2 separate regions of the Capra hircus genome follow, and region 1 is linked to region 2. The links are chromatin contacts, called in public Hi-C maps. All regions are on one chromosome and are shown on one strand. The core of a region is the stretch at or near the end of the contact, and the rest is flanking DNA. Distances in the headings are between cores, read along the strand shown.

What was found. A called contact is a pair of places that touch in the nucleus more often than the background predicts.
Region 1: a Hi-C map of blood shows a contact between it and region 2, with 5 times the contacts expected there. The contact joins the promoter of CCIN here to the enhancer-like site in region 2. A contact is called at or near these places in 4 of 5 Hi-C or Micro-C datasets (blood and liver).

The regions. Positions count from the first base shown.
Region 1 is chr8:60,134,441-60,137,922 of ARS1.2, forward strand. It overlaps CCIN (calicin), which reads left to right and starts at 1,919. Exons shown (of 1, transcript XM_018052832.1): 1 at 1,919-3,482. The coding sequence starts at 2,042.
Region 2 is chr8:60,049,500-60,052,893 of ARS1.2, forward strand. The region is part of intron 6 of RECK (reversion-inducing cysteine-rich protein with Kazal motifs); the gene reads left to right. Among named protein-coding and RNA genes, the nearest start is that of RECK, 37 kb to the left of the region's middle. Within about 2 kb of position 1,347, at least 1 of the 5 cell types and tissues checked has an H3K27ac peak or open chromatin away from gene starts, as enhancers often do.

The DNA.
Region 1 (3,482 bases), core at 669-3,168, 86 kb after region 2:
CCTAAGCCACAGAGCTAGTCCGTGGAAGGGCAGAAAGCCAAACCTTCTTCCCTTGGGGAAAACAGAAGGTTCTAGCCTTGTGCAGACACGTATCTCAAGAGATTGAGTGCTTCTCACCCTGGAGACGTCAAGGTGAACAAATATAGCATTAAAAGGTAAGTACTCTAAAATAATTTTCAAATTAAGGAAAAGCCAGATCTGGAATGAAGGGAGGAGGGAAAGACCAGCAGTTAATAATGAGAACTTGACTACACCGGGAGGGAAAGAGCTGGCAGGCTCACATTCCCAAGGCTGCAGCGACAGTTTTCCTAGTAAGGACGCTAAAGACGGCCTGACGGTCAGGAGTGGGGCTCAGGGATCAAGGGTGCGGTCCGAGCCCAAGTCTTCTCTGTACGACCTTGCTGTTGCCGCCAGGGTCTACGCTGTTGAGCCGGGTGCTGGGAGCCCCGAAGGCTGGTCCGGGTGGGACCCGCAGGAGCCGGCCCTCTTCCGTGGGAGGCTGTGGCTGGTCCTTATCCCCTCCTGGGCACAGCAGCGCCACGGGAACTTGGGGAGCCCCCACGCCGGCTCGGAGGCGGGGTGGGCCGTGGACGTGGCACCCGGCGGGGCACCAAGGGGGACGCCTAGAGTTCTGGATGTCTCCTTTCTAGCCGCTCGGCCGTGCGCCCGCGATCTGGGGCTTTACCTGTGTCTGAAAAATGGGCACAGGGTGTTTTGCGGCGATCGGGTCAGAGAAGAGGGAGTGGCACCGGGGGCGATAATGAGTTCGCCGTTCCCAGGCGGGAGATGACTCTTCAGCGCCACCGCGTGGCTGAGGCGGCGCACGGAGCCCAGCCCTAGGAGATGGGGATTTCCAGACTTGCCAACGATCACAGAGAACCACAAGTGTTTAGGAAAGGAGCAGCCAGCCAGGAACACCGAAGCCTGGCGAACTAGTGAAATGGCAGCTAGCATCTGTTGAACGATTGTTGCGAACCAAACACTGGGCTTAACATTTTCCGGCCCTTTTGTCTTGTAAACTCTTAATCATCTTTTAAGCGGATGCAGCTATTATTCCTATCTCACAGCGGAGGAAACTGAGGTTTTAGAGAGAATGAGAAACTTGTCCAAGTCCCCAGCTGATGGGGAAAGCTGACCTATCCCAGCCTCCAACATTTTACAAGCTAGAGACTTGGAAGTGTGGACAGAATGGCCCGATTTTCCGTGAAACTGAAATAATCAGGGCTTCGAGGGCCCTCTCATCCCCCGGTCCGAGAGTAACTCCTGCGTCCTTGCTCCCTGAGGGGCCGCCACCTCTCCGTTTTATTGGGTCGGCCAAAAAGGTCGTTTCTTTTTGGCCGACCCAATGTGAAGAATGATGTCTGTAGCCGCAAAGGTCAGAAGCCAAAGAACACAGCTTTTTCTTCTCTAATATCCAGGAGCCTTGGTAGTGAAAGGTGCTTTGGGGCTTGAGAATCACAGACAGAGGAGTAGTTAGGAGCATCCCGGAAGGGTGGGTTTCAGAAGGACTGGGTTTCAGGCCCTGCTCTGCTTCCAACTAGCTACGTGATCTTGGGCAAGTTCATGCTCTTCTATGGGCCTTGGTTTCCCTCCTGTGCAATGTACATTCCTCTAGATGATGTAAAAATCCTTACCCCAGCCTTCCTAATAGCCTTCCCCATACTAGCCCCGCCCAGACTGGCCCTGACATTCCAGAAGCCTCCCTGAAGTGAGGTTGAAGGTCCCAGGTGGGAGCTGTGACCCATCTCTGAGTTTCCTCCTGAGTTCTGGGCCCTGGACTAGGTCCTGGCAGGGTATCTGGCCTTGGCAGATCAGAGCCATCAGAGGGGAGAAAAGCCCTGTGCCTCTGAGAAAGGCCTCAGGGAGGGGGGCCTGCATTGTGATGACCTCATCCATTCTATGACATCATCCTCTCTCTTATTCCCACTCCTCCCTGATCAACTGCTCTGCAAACAACCATCAGTCTGAATCCCAAAGGCCTGAGAAAGTCTGTTCTCCAGTACCTACTGCTGATCTTCTGTCTCACCCAGCAAGAAGCACTATGAAATTGGAATTCACCGAGAAAAACTACAACAGCTTCGTACTGCAGAACCTGAACAAACAGAGAAAACGCAAAGAGTACTGGGACATAGCCCTGACTGTGGACCACCATGTCTTCTTTGCACATCGCAATGTGCTGGCTGCAGTCTCCCCGCTGGTGAAGAACCTCATCTCCAACCATGACATGAAGACCACCGATGAGCTCTTTATCACCATTGACCCCAACTACCTGAGTCCGACCACAGTGGACCAGCTCCTAGACTACTTCTACAGTGGCAAGGTGGTGATCTCAGAACAGAACGTGGAAGAGCTCCTTCGCGGGGCCCAGTATTTCAACACACCCCGCCTTCGAATTCACTGCAATGACTTCCTGATCAAGTCCATCCGCCGTGCCAACTGCTTGCGCTACCTCTTCTTGGCTGAGTTGTTTGAGCTCAAAGAGGTGTCAGACTTGGCCTACTCTGGCATTCGTGACAACTTCCACTACTGGGCCAGTCCTGAGGGCAGCATGCACTTCATGCGCTGTCCACCTGTCATCTTCGGCCGCCTGCTCCGAGATGAAAACTTGCATGTACTCAACGAAGACCAGGCTCTCAATGCACTCATCAATTGGGTATGCTTCCGGAAGGATGAGCGGGAGAAGTATTTCAAGAAGTTCTTCAATTACATCAACCTCAATGCTGTCTCCAACAAGACGCTAATGTATGCCAGCAACAAGCTGATGGGCATGGAGAACAGCTCAGCCCACTCAACCCTGATTGAGAGTGTCCTTGTGGACCGCAAACAGGAGAGGCCAACCAGTCTGCTGAGCTACCAGCGGAAAGGGGCCCTGCTTGATTCAGTGGTCATCCTAGGTGGCCAGAAGGCCCATGGCAAGTTCAACGATGGAGTGTTTGCTTATATCATCCAGGAGAACCTGTGGTTGAAGCTCTCAGAGATGCCCTACCGGGCAGCAGCACTGAGTGCCACCTCTGCTGGTCGCTACATCTACATCTCTGGTGGAACCACTGAGCAGATTTCAGGGCTGAAGACGGCTTGGCGGTATGACATGGATGACAACTCCTGGACCAAGTTGCCCGACCTGCCAATTGGGCTTGTCTTCCACACCATGGTGACCTGCGGGGGGACAGTATACTCAGTGGGAGGCAGCATTGCCCCAAGGCGCTATGTCTCTAACATCTATCGCTATGATGAGCGCAAGGAGACCTGGTGCCTGGCAGGGAAGATGAGCATTCCTATGGACGGCACAGCCGTGATCACCAAGGGTGACCGGAACCTGTATATTGTCACCGGGCGGTGCTTGGTGAAGGGTTACATCTCCCGGGTTGGGGTGGTGGACTGCTTCGATACCAACACTGGGGAGGTGGTCCAGTGTATCACCTTTCCTATTGAGTTCAACCACCGGCCCCTGCTCTCTTTTCATCAGGACAACATCCTCTGCG
Region 2 (3,394 bases), core at 97-2,596:
TTTTAAAGTTCCATTGTTGGGGAATTCCCTGCTATCTGGTGGTCAGGACTCAGTGCTTTCACTGCTGTGGTCCAGGTTCAATCCCTGGTCAGGGAACTAAGATCCCACAGGCTGTGTGGTGCGACCCCAAAAAAAGGTCAATTATTTAATCTCTGATTTAACATTTAATAAGCTAGATTTTTCATGCAAAACTTCAAACTGGGAGAAATCTCAGTCCATCTGTGCAAAGCAAACTGATATTATTTATTGAGGCCTTAGGAACAAAACAGCCCCTTTTACTTTTAACTAGTAGCTTTGGGAATAGGAAACATTAACATTTCATAGAATGTGTTCTTTAGGGTCTTTCTCCGGAAGTGACTAAAATATCCAAGATTCAAACTTGATTTTGTTTGTTTTTAATAAGATTCATACGATCCTTGTTGTTTTTTCTTTTTTATCATCATCATTGGTGAGAATGGGGAAGGGAGCTGGGGGGACCAGTTATAGTAGAAGGGCAGTGGGACAGAGACAGGATTGAGACAAGTGGACAAATAGAGAAATGTTAGAAGGGGTCACTGAAGTGGAAAAGCAGGTGACCAGGTCAAAAATAAATCTACAGAGCTAACTTATGAACAAGAAGCTGAAGCTGCAGAATGTGCCTCCCACTTGGACCCCAAAAGGAAGGTTGATGTGACATGAAAGATTACATAGGGTTCTTGTTGATTTCACTATGTATCTTAGTTTTTCTGCTAGGTTTGCCTACAGGTTACCTGCTCCCAGTACTAGGTGGAAGGGCTTATTGCAGTTCTCAAAAACCACTGAAGGTAGGGCAGGGAACTAGTTAATGAAAGCAGCTGCCTGAAGAAAGACTTCATGTTCAAAAATTTTTAAAGGATATAATAACCAAGAAGATTATTTTTTTCACAATTTAAGATGTTGATTTTAAAAACAGAGACTGTTAAAATAGATCACTCTATGGACATAAATTCAGCTTTGCATTGGCTACTTTCAAAATAATAATCCAAAGTCTTCTCACAGGATAGTGTCATAGGAGAGCACAAGCGGAGCTAGCCCCAGCTCTGCCCTTTGCTTACTGTATATATCTGTCTCTCCAGCTATACCATGAAGGCTTTGGGACTTGAAGATCTTTCGGGACACTGTCAACTCCCACATGCTGGCTTGTTCTTTGGGTCTCTGAGGTTGTGGTAGGTTCTCACCTCAGTTACCCTTTAATTTTGATCTAGCGTAAAATGAGTGGGGTGGGGGAGGTGTTTATATGGGTATAGTGTTTTTGGCAGGAGGTCAACAGAGACTCCATATAAACCCAAGTATAAACCCTCAGTTACTGCCTGCTTTTGCCACTAGATGGCGATCAGATATTTGATCCGATCACCAGACTTAAGACTTGACTTTAGCCAAGACCTCCAAGATTGACCGTTTAAAGAAATTAAGAAACTGTAAGCCAGTGCTGCAACTCATGTGTGTCCTAAGCCCTGTCAAACTAACCAGCAGTAGTTTAAGCAGTGAAGGGCTTCCCTGGTAGCTCAGCGGTAAAGAATCCACCTGCTACTGCTGGAGACCGGGATTCAATCCCTGGGTCAGGTAGATCCCCTGGAGAAGGAAAAGTAACCCACTTCAGTATTCTTGCCTGGGAAATCCCATGGACAAAGAAGCCTGGCAGGCTACAGTCCATGGGGTTGCAAAGAGTCAGACACGACTTAGCAACTGAACAACAATAAGCAGTAAAAATGTAGAGTTACTGGAACTCCTCTGGCAGTCCAGTGGTTAAGACTCTATGCTTACAATGCAGGAAACACAGATATGATCCCGGACCAAGGAACTAAGATCCCACATGCTGTGTGCCCCCCGCCAAAGAAAAAGTTACCTATAGTTTATACTTTAGGTGTAGTTACATGCGGTTAAGAATCTTATGAAAGAGAAGGATATGATAAAATCATGATGTATATAAAGTAAGCAACAGAGATTTGATGAAGTTATCAAATACCAGTATACTTGAATGAAGGACCATTCTTTTATTTTCTAAGTTTTTAATTTTATATTTTTATGGAAGTATAGTTGAATTACAGTGTTACTGCTATACAGCAAAAGTGACTCAGTTATACATATATATACATTCTTTTTCCCATTATGGCTCATCACTGAATATTGAATATAGTTTACTGTGCTATACAGTAGGACCTTGTTTATCAGTTCTGTATATACCAGTTTGCATCTGCTAATCTCAAACTCCCAATCCAGCCCTCTCCCACACTCTCCCTCTTGGCAGCCACCAGTCTATTCTCTGCAAGGAACATTCTTTGAAACCTTAAAATTGATAAAGAAAGATGTAAATATGTTATTAACACTAGAGGTGCTGCCTTGCAGAAATATGAAAGTTCATATTTCTTTAGTTCAGTAAGTTAGAGTAACTGTATGCATGAAGGGTCTTTCAGTGAACATTAAGAGAAATGAGAAATGCTTAGGGAATATCTCTGAGCTCTGGATGTGACATCAAGAGACATCTGAGTCCTTCTATGTCAGGGGTTAGCAAACTTTTTGTAAAGAGTCAGATAGCAAATATTTTAGGCTTATAGACCATTGTAGGCTTACTGTCCATTCAACTCTGACATTATTGTGTGAGGTAGCCATATATAATATGTAAATGGTGAGTGTGGCTGTGTTCTAATAAAATTATTTACAAAAACAGGCAGTGATCAAGATTTGGCCCATGTGCCATAGTTTGCTGACCTGTTTGTGGGTGAAAGCTAGGGTTCATAAGTATTTCTCCTTTCTAGACTTCAGTCGTTGGCTTCTGTCAAATAAGGAATTGGATTAGATGATTAGTGTCTCTTGCTGAAGCTAAATGATCCACAAGAGTGACCCAGAGTGGTATTTCTTTTAAGATCGAGGTTTTTAAAAATCAAGCTTGAACAAGTTTGTAAGTTTCTAGAGCAGGATTTCTCAACCTTCACACAGTTGACATCTGGGGCTGGATAGTCCTTTGTTGTAGGGGGGCTGTCCTGCACATTGTCAGATGTTTCCCAGCACCTCTAGACTCCTCTACCTGCTAGATGTCAGTTCAGTAGTGCACCCCAACTCCATGAGTTATGACAACCAAAAATGTCTCTAGACATTGTCAGATGTTCCCTGGGAAACACAGTCACCTCCACTGCAGAACTACAGCTCTAGAGAATTTAAGAATAACTGGAAGAAGAACAAAAGTGGAAATCAGGCCGTGCAACCTGCGTGCAATCAGGGTGGCCACCAAGATAATAACCATACTTCCTTAGGAACAAGACCAAAAAAGCTAAAACCTAGAGGAACAACTGGCATATTAGAAGGAGAAAGACAATGAGAATTTTATTGATCCAATCAAGAGGGGCTGGAAAGTTTGTAACAGATGACTTTTTAATAT